Regions from separate parts of the Sus scrofa genome. Here region 1 is linked to region 2. A link is a contact called in public HiChIP or PLAC-seq data. All regions are on one chromosome and are shown on one strand. Each heading gives the region's core, a stretch centred on a gene start, on an enhancer-like site or on the middle of the called end of the contact. The rest is flanking DNA. Distances are from core to core; before and after follow the strand shown.

Region 1 (3,943 bases), core at 732-3,231, 65 kb after region 2:
TTGTGATGTTGTACTAGACTTCTCTGTAACATGATGCCAATGTTTCTTAAATCTTAGTGGCCAGGACCTGGGAGAAAGTGCTATTCTAAAGCAACCTCGGAGTGTTCTGGTTTATGTTTCGAATGAAGGCCACTCCTTTGTTTTGGAGAATTCCTTCCTGATACTTAAGTGTTCTTGGTTTGACAAAAGCAAAGACCAGCTTTTATAGTAGAAGGGACTTTTGGGACACAGCTGAACTGCCCTGCTGGTAGCCTTCTTCATCATCTTCTTCTTCTTCTTCTTTTTTTGTCTCTTTAAGGCTGTACTCACGGCTTGTGGAGGTTCTTAGGCAAGGGGTCCAGTCGGGGCTGTAGCTGCCGGCCTAGGCCACAGCCACAGCAACACCAGATCCGAACTGCGTCTGTGACCTACACCACAGTTCGTGGCAACGCCGGATCCTTAACCCACTGAGCGGGGCCAGAGATTGAACTTGTGTCCTCATGGATACTAGTCACATTTGTTTCTGCTGAGCCATGATGGGAACTCCCTAGATGCTGTATTTGTAATAGCCACTTCTAAACTTTCTCAGCTTTGTAATTCTCCTGTTATTCCCAGACTATCTGTAATGGCCTGGTATTAGCTATATTTTAGGGAATTGAGGGAGGAGCCCATGCCCACATTTAGGATTTGCTTCTACCCTCCAGGAACTGCTCCTATCCCCAGCCCAGGCCAGAGTGGTGGGTAGCCACAGGTGGGTAGCTGGTGGTTCTGTGGCTCTAGGAGGTGGCTTGCTGCAGAAAAATATTTATTGAACAAGGATGAGACTGTACTAGGGAGTGTCTCTGTTGAAGTTCAAGCAAGTCTGGAAGTCCAACCTTAACTGAATCACAGATTAAAGATCAAGTATTTCCAGGGATGGATTCGTGGGCAAGAAAACCTTTGCATATTCCCAGGAGTGTTAGGTAGGGGACTGGATTTTCCAGTAATAAGAAGGGTGGTTATTTTTCTATTGTTGATCGTTACTGGGAACCTCTAGACAAGAGAGGGAGAGTAGTTAGCAGGACTTCTTGGCAGCTCAGGGGGTATTAGTAGGTACTACTAGTAGGCCACAGGGAGCCTTCCATTCTTAAGTGTCTGTGAAGACTTTTTTGAGTTCTGCCCTTCCCGTCCTTTTCCCATCCAGTTTTCCTTTCTTTGGCTCCTACTGCACTCTGTACCCACCTTTATCACAACAGCCTTTTTTTTTCTTTTTCGTTTTTTGGCCACGCCCAGGACTTAGGGAAGTTCTCTAGCAAGGGATCCAACCTGTGCCACTGCAGGGACTCTAGAAATTGCAATGATGACACCTGATTCTTAACCCTCTGTACCACAAGGGACCTCCCAATCATCTTTTTAAAAATTTAACTTAAGTGCAGTTTACTTACAACCAATTGTCTTGAGGTGTAATTTGTAATCATATCTCCCAGTAGACTGATCTCAAGGGCAAGAGACTGGTGTTGGTACACAGACCCTGGTTCAAATTCCATCCGTGGTACTAGCTAGTTTTGTGACCGTAGGCAATTACTTAATCGCTCTATCCCTCGATTTCCTTACTGATTAAAAGTGGGCACAAGGTTCTGCATCTCCTGAGGTTGCTGAGAGAAATGAAGTTGACTGCGTGTAAAAATACCAGGCATAAAGTATGTGCAAAGTAAAGGGATCCTAGCAGGGTGAACGTTTGTTAATTAGCCTGACTAACCTTTATTTTGTGCATTCAACAAACATTTAATGATCACCTGCAGTATTGCAGGCCCCTGGAGCGCTCACTCCAGGGTAGAGAACGCTCTTGTGCGGCCGGTGGGCTTGTCCCTCGGGCAGTCTCAGGATTGGCTCCGCCGAAGAGAATACCCCGCCCACATCCCTTGCGATCTCGTCAGCGATTGGACTGGAACCTTCCCGCAGGCATTCTGGTTGCTAGGCTCAGGAGGTGGGGACCTAGGTTGCGCGTGCGCAAACTGAGAATGAGGATGCTTTCCGGTCGGGCGGGAGGAGGTGACGTCAGGAGCGGTGGCTAGCGGGGGCCTCCTGTAGCTCAAGGGACGTTGTATCTGTGGGCCCTAGGACCGCGTCACAACTCGGCGACTGAGCCTTGGCGGTGGTGGCCGAGGCGGAGAAGGCGGCAGCGGCGGCGACAGCTCTGGGGTTTGCGTCTCGGGGTGTGTCGGCCGCCGCTGCTGCTTGGGCCTGGTATGTACAAATGGCTGGTTAGGATTCTCGGCACCATTTTCCGTTTTTGTGACCGGCCGGTGCCCTCTTCCCGGGCTCTCCTGAAGAGGCGGCGCTCGAACAGGTGAGAGGAGAGGGGGCCGAACGCCGGCCTGGCACTCCCCCTCCCCCACCCGGGGCTCGGCTAGCCTAGCGCTGACCCAACCAGGCAGGCCCCGCTTGGCAGAAACAGGTAGCTGGGCGGAGGTGGTCGAGGTGCGGATCGCGGGCGTCCTGGTGACGTAGTCGCTCCTCCCCGCTGTGTGGATGCGGCTCCTGATGATGGAAGGAGCCAGTAGTTGATGGTTAGGATCTTTCTCATCAGAGCCCAAGCTGGTTGCTGTTAACAAATAGAGCTTTGTCATATTTTGCTGCTCTTAGGTTGAATACTGAAAATTGAAGGAAAACTGTCTTTGTTGTGGCTCACTGTTTGCAAAGCACACCCCCAGGTGTCATCTGTGCGCAATAAGCGCAGTTAAGGGAGGTGAGAATCATAGCTTGCCCAAAGTCCTTTTGACCACACGTACTGTTCTCTTAGCAACAAGAGACAGCAGCTGTCTTGTTCTAAAACAGCTGTCAAACTGTGTGTGTGTGTGTGTTGTCGGGAGGAGGGAGAGTGATTCTGTGCTTTAGAATTAGTGTATGAGAAAAAAAAATAGATATCTGATTACTTTAAAAAGATCACTAGTCTGTACTCTAAAATTCTGTTAAAATTTTGGAGAAACTAAAAGTTGTTCTTTGCATTTACCTGTTGGTTTGTCCCATTTCATTGTGTCCACCCCCTTCCCTAAGAATTAATCGAGAGAATAAAATACCATACTAAGTCTGTACATACCCACACCCAACTTTTAGTGGTCAGGTATTAATTTAATTTTTTATTAAGCCTCAAGATTGAAGGTTGGTTTCTTGGAGCTTGAGACAAAGATGATTAATTAATACATGAATCTAAGAATGCTGCTCATGATGAAATTGGCTTTGGGCTAAATTCCATCCTATGTTCTAGAGAGGGCAAGATTTCATTGTGTTTTTTATAATTTTCTGTGGAGTTAATACAAGGATCATTTGAATACAAGTTGTGCCTAAAATGATGCTTAATGCATATAAGGGTAGTGTTTGTTTATTCTACTCCAAGGGCCTTGTGCAGAGGCCGGAGCATGACAGGCACTTGTATATATTTATTGAATAAGGGAATGTTAATTCCCTCTCCCTCGTCCTTTATTTTTAATGCAAATCTCTGCTGGTCAGGGAAACTGGCTTGTAGATCAAAATCCTGTTCTTTATTATACATCCTTAATTGATATAAACTCTTCATTGTAAGCCATTTTTCAGTCCAAATGAAGCCAAAAAGTCTTCGTGGGATGTTGAAAGTTATGAACCAAATGGTATTCTCCTGAGATTTATTCTGTTTTTTCTTTTGTAAATAGGATCATTCCTAATCATCTTTAGAAAGATGATTATAGGAGTTGCTGTCATGGCTCAGTGGAAATGAATCCGACTAGGAACCATGAGGTTGCAGGTTCGATCCCTGGCTTCGCTCAGTGGGTTAAGGATCTGGCATTGCCATGAACTGTGGCGTAGGCCGGCAGCTATAGCTCCAATTGGACCCCTAGTCTGGGAAGTTCTGTATGCCGTAAGTGCAGCCCTAAAAAGCCAAAAAAAAAAAAAAAAAAAAAAGAAATGAAAAGAAAGATGGTTAACTGTGAAGCTTTAACCTTGAGAT
Region 2 (3,992 bases), core at 143-2,642:
ACCTTTTCCTTTCCATGAGCACCTCCTCCCCCTAAGTTTTAGGCCAAGGACAATTCAAACTTGACACGACTTCTAAGTTACTAAGTAAAACAATTGTTTTATCAGTCACAAAAAAAGCCAATTAAAGATTCTCCAGGAAAGTATATTTGTCCCACGCCATAAACAAAATCTTTTCAATAATGTGTCAGGCTTGAAACCAGCCCTTTCAAAGAGCCGGCTTTTCACCCTGCTCTTTATATGGTCCTCAATGCACTATGAACCCAGTCCAAGAGCTTCAGTGTAAAGTCTACCTTGCCTCTGGCATCTAAACAACTCCTGAATCCATCAACGATCAAATCCATCAAATAAGCAAACTCTCCTGGTTCTCATCAGAATGTTTCTCTTAGTATGTATTACACCTACAGCAGAGCCTTCCCAGATGGAGCAAAAGAATACAATCTTTGCAAACAACCTTCTTAACAATCAAACATCATAACATCCCTGACACCCTTCCATTAACTTTATGAACAGTAGCTGCACTCACGACAAACTGGCCCGGTAGGTATTGTAACGCCTTCTGCCTCAGCTAGTCGGTCCTGAGAAGGAAAAGCTGAAACAGCCAGGAAGAGGGGCGGACCCGATAATTAATTAGCGAATAATTTAAAGTTGTCTGGGCAATGCTTTTCCTGAAGACAGAATGCCTTAAAGTCCCAAGGACAGACCTAACAAAACTGAAGTGAAGTGGGGAGGACGATGGAGGGAGGCTGGAAGCAGTCGTGAAGAAGGGGCTGCGGGTCCAACCAGGGCCGAGGGTCGGATGCACAGGGGAGTCAGGACTGGGCCAGGAAAGACGACAGGGACACAGCTCAAGAGGTGATGCCATGGCGCGAACAGAAATGCTCCGGGGTAAGACGCCGCGTTTCCCTCCGCAAATCTCACCCCCAAAAGGCACTAGACAGCATTCCCGCGCAGCGACCAGCAAGCAGGTCCCAGCTAGGACCGGGCCCCAGGTCCAGTCCACCCGGCCTGCTCGCGACCGTGTAGACGCTGTCTGATCCCCAGTCCTAGAACTGAACCTCAAATCCCGGCTCCCGACGCCTCCGATCTGGGAACCCCAACCTCGGGTTCCCAGACCCATCTTCCGACCTGGCTCCCCTCCTTTGACCTGAAACTTGTTCCCCGCCACCTCTGCCACGCACCTGTCTCCAGCCCCTTCGGCTGAGCCTAGTGTCTCCCCGCGGGGCAGTCGGGTCGACAGCAAGTACAAGGCAAAGGTGCAGCCGGCGAAGACCAGGAGGAGACCGAGCAGGGGACGCATATCGGCGCCCTCACCCCGACCCGCGGGGGCCGCAGACGAGCGCGGAAGCAGCACCGGGGACCTAACTGCTCGCGTACTGCGCACGCGGAGCGCGTTAGGGGACGGACCGGGGCGGGGTCCGCTCCAGGCCCCGCCCCCCAGATACAGACCCCGCCCCCTACCGGCCTCCGGCTGCTTGCCCCTTAGCCAGGAATCCTGCAGATCCGGTCTTGCAGCCTCCCTGTTCAGCACGTTCGTCTGTCCTCCTCCCGTTTGGGTGTCTTTTTCTGTTTATCTCTGTCTCTTGCTTCACTTCTTTGCGGGCTCTCTGCCAGGCGCTGGGAGAATCACGAGCCCTACCCACAGCGAGCTTGCGGTCTAGTGGTCACTCCAGTCTTGTCAACCATCGGTTGTAACACAAAGCAAATGCAGCCCTCTTAGAACCAAAGGCTCCTGTGAGTGTGGTGGAATGGTCGACACGGAAATAATGAGAATTTCCTTTTATTGAACGCCTATGTGCTCATTACCCTTAATGCTCCCAGGAATCCTGCAAGGTTGGTATTTTTGGTATTTTTGTCTTTATTTAACAAAAATCTGAGTCCTGGAAAGATTAAGTGACATCTCCGAAAAGAGAGCCAATATAGAGTCCAAGTCACCCTGAGTCCAAAACTAGCGGTCCCACACTGCGTGGATTCATGGAGAAGGTGGGGTTTTGAGTTTACCTTTGAGTTTACAGTAAAGCATGAGCAAGATTTCCACAACAGAGAGAGGAGGAATAGGGTGAGCTGGGGACCCCAGTAAGGTGCCAGCCTTCAGTATCTGTGAAGCCTAAATTGAGAAGTGAATGAGAAGGTGAGGAAAAACTCAGAAGTATTGAAAGGCAGCTAAGGAGAATGGTTTTTTAACATTGTGTTTTAAGGAGACACCAACAGAAGTGTTTAAGCAGGTGTTGCCGTTGTGGCACAGCAGAAACGAATCAGACTAGTGTCCCTGAGGAGGAGGGTTCAATCCCTGGCCTCGCTCAATGGGTTAAGAATCCGGTCTTGCCATGAGCTGTGGTGTAGGTAGCAGACACATCCTGATCTCGAGTTGCTGTGGCTGTGGCCTATACCAGCGGCTACAGCTCTGATTCGACCCTAGCCTTGGAACTACCATATGCTGCATGTGCGGCCCGAGAAAGAAAGAGAGGGAAAAGAAGTGTTTTAGCAATGGAATACATTAGTTCCCATTTTTGGATGTTTGCTCTGGCAAATGATTAGACTCCATTCTGAGTTGATAGCTGCAACTGACTTGGTGAGAAAGGATGCTGGGCTGAGCCAGGACCACATCAGTGGGGATGAAGGGAGGAAGATGGACAGACTGGGAGAAGTTGAGTTGGTAGGACATGCCTGATTAAATGGAGAATGACAGAGTCCAAAATGTTACAAGCCTGGATAACAGAAACCATCCTTGTCACATCATTCAAAACCCTTCTTGGGCCAATAAGGAGCACCTGTCAGAATTTGAAGTGCACAAGGTCCTATCAATTCTACATCCAGGAATTTAACCCCTAGGTATGCCCATAGGTAGACAAAGATGTTTGTTCAAGGGTGTTCTCTCAGCTTTGATATTAAGATATTGGGAACAACTTACCCATTATTTAGGGGGACTACTGAAGTTAATTATTGTCTATTCACAAATGGAACACTAAGTAGCTTCATGAAAGAGGGAGGCAACTCTGTCCTGATACAGTTCTGTTGCCCAGTATGGCTTGGATAACAAACACTTTTCAGTGTTAAGACTACATCATGACTCATTCGTAAGAAGAAAAAAAGGATATTTTTATATGTTCAAAATACTGAAGTATTTATGAATTAAATGGTTCAATGCATGAGATTTGCATCAAAATAATGAGATGGGGCTGTAGTGGGTAAGGATGTAAATAAAATACGAATGGCTGGAGTTCCCTTCGTGGCTCAGCAGTTGACAGACCCGACTAGGATTCATGAGGAGGAGGGTTCCTGGCTTCGATCGGTGGGTTAAGGATCTAGCATTGCCGTGAGCCAATCGCAGACGCAGCTCGGATCCCACGTTGCTGTGGCTGTGGTGTAGGCCAGCAGCTACAGCTCCTATTTGAACCCTAGCCTGGGAACTTCCATATGCCATGGATGTGGCCCTAAAAAGCAAAAATAATTTTTGAAAAATACAGTTGGCTGCTGAGTTGATAATTACTGAAGCTGGATGATGAGCACATGGAGGTAGATTTCATACCATTTTCTCTATTTCCATATATGTGTAAAATTTGCCACTTTAAAACGTGTGGGGAAACGGCCTCAGTCCGCCATTCTAATTTTTTTCTTTCAAACCCCCCATTGCAGCTGGACTTGCACTGTGTTAGTTTGTGCCTGACAACACTCTTCCCTCCATCTGGCAAACTTCTCTGCCTGAAAGTTCCCTACTCTTTCATCAACATACAAGGCATTTGTCACTTCCCTCTGAGAGGCCTTCTCCATTCCTACTGGCAGAAAAGTTGTTCCTTCTCTGTGATGGGGGCTGCCTGTGGAGAACCTGTTTTCCTCTGATTGCAAATACTGTGCTCCAGTGTCATTATCCATGCAGGGGACAGTGAACACATCTGTAAATGAGACAAGGTCTCACTGTCCTATGTTTGTCCCATCCCTGAGCTCTGTTCTTGGCTTATCACTGGCACTTGATGGTGGTTTGTAGTTTGTTGAAT

The links. HiChIP or PLAC-seq counts read pairs in DNA pulled down with a chosen protein or histone mark.
Region 1: a contact with region 2 is called in an H3K27ac HiChIP or PLAC-seq map of alveolar macrophages. The contact joins the promoter of SENP2 here to the promoter of TMEM41A in region 2. A contact is called at or near these places in 1 of 5 promoter capture datasets (liver), 4 of 47 Hi-C or Micro-C datasets (embryonic fibroblasts, heart right ventricle, liver and 1 more) and 1 of 2 datasets of contacts at active chromatin or transcription factors (alveolar macrophages).

The regions. Positions count from the first base shown.
Region 1 is chr13:123,427,934-123,431,876 of Sscrofa11.1, forward strand. SENP2 (sentrin-specific protease 2) reads left to right here and starts at 1,982. Exons shown (of 17, transcript XM_021069989.1): 1 at 1,982-2,308. The coding sequence starts at 2,208.
Region 2 is chr13:123,363,814-123,367,805 of Sscrofa11.1, forward strand. It overlaps TMEM41A (transmembrane protein 41A), which reads right to left and starts at 1,393. Exons shown (of 5, transcript XM_021069988.1): 1 at 1,179-1,393. The coding sequence starts at 1,297.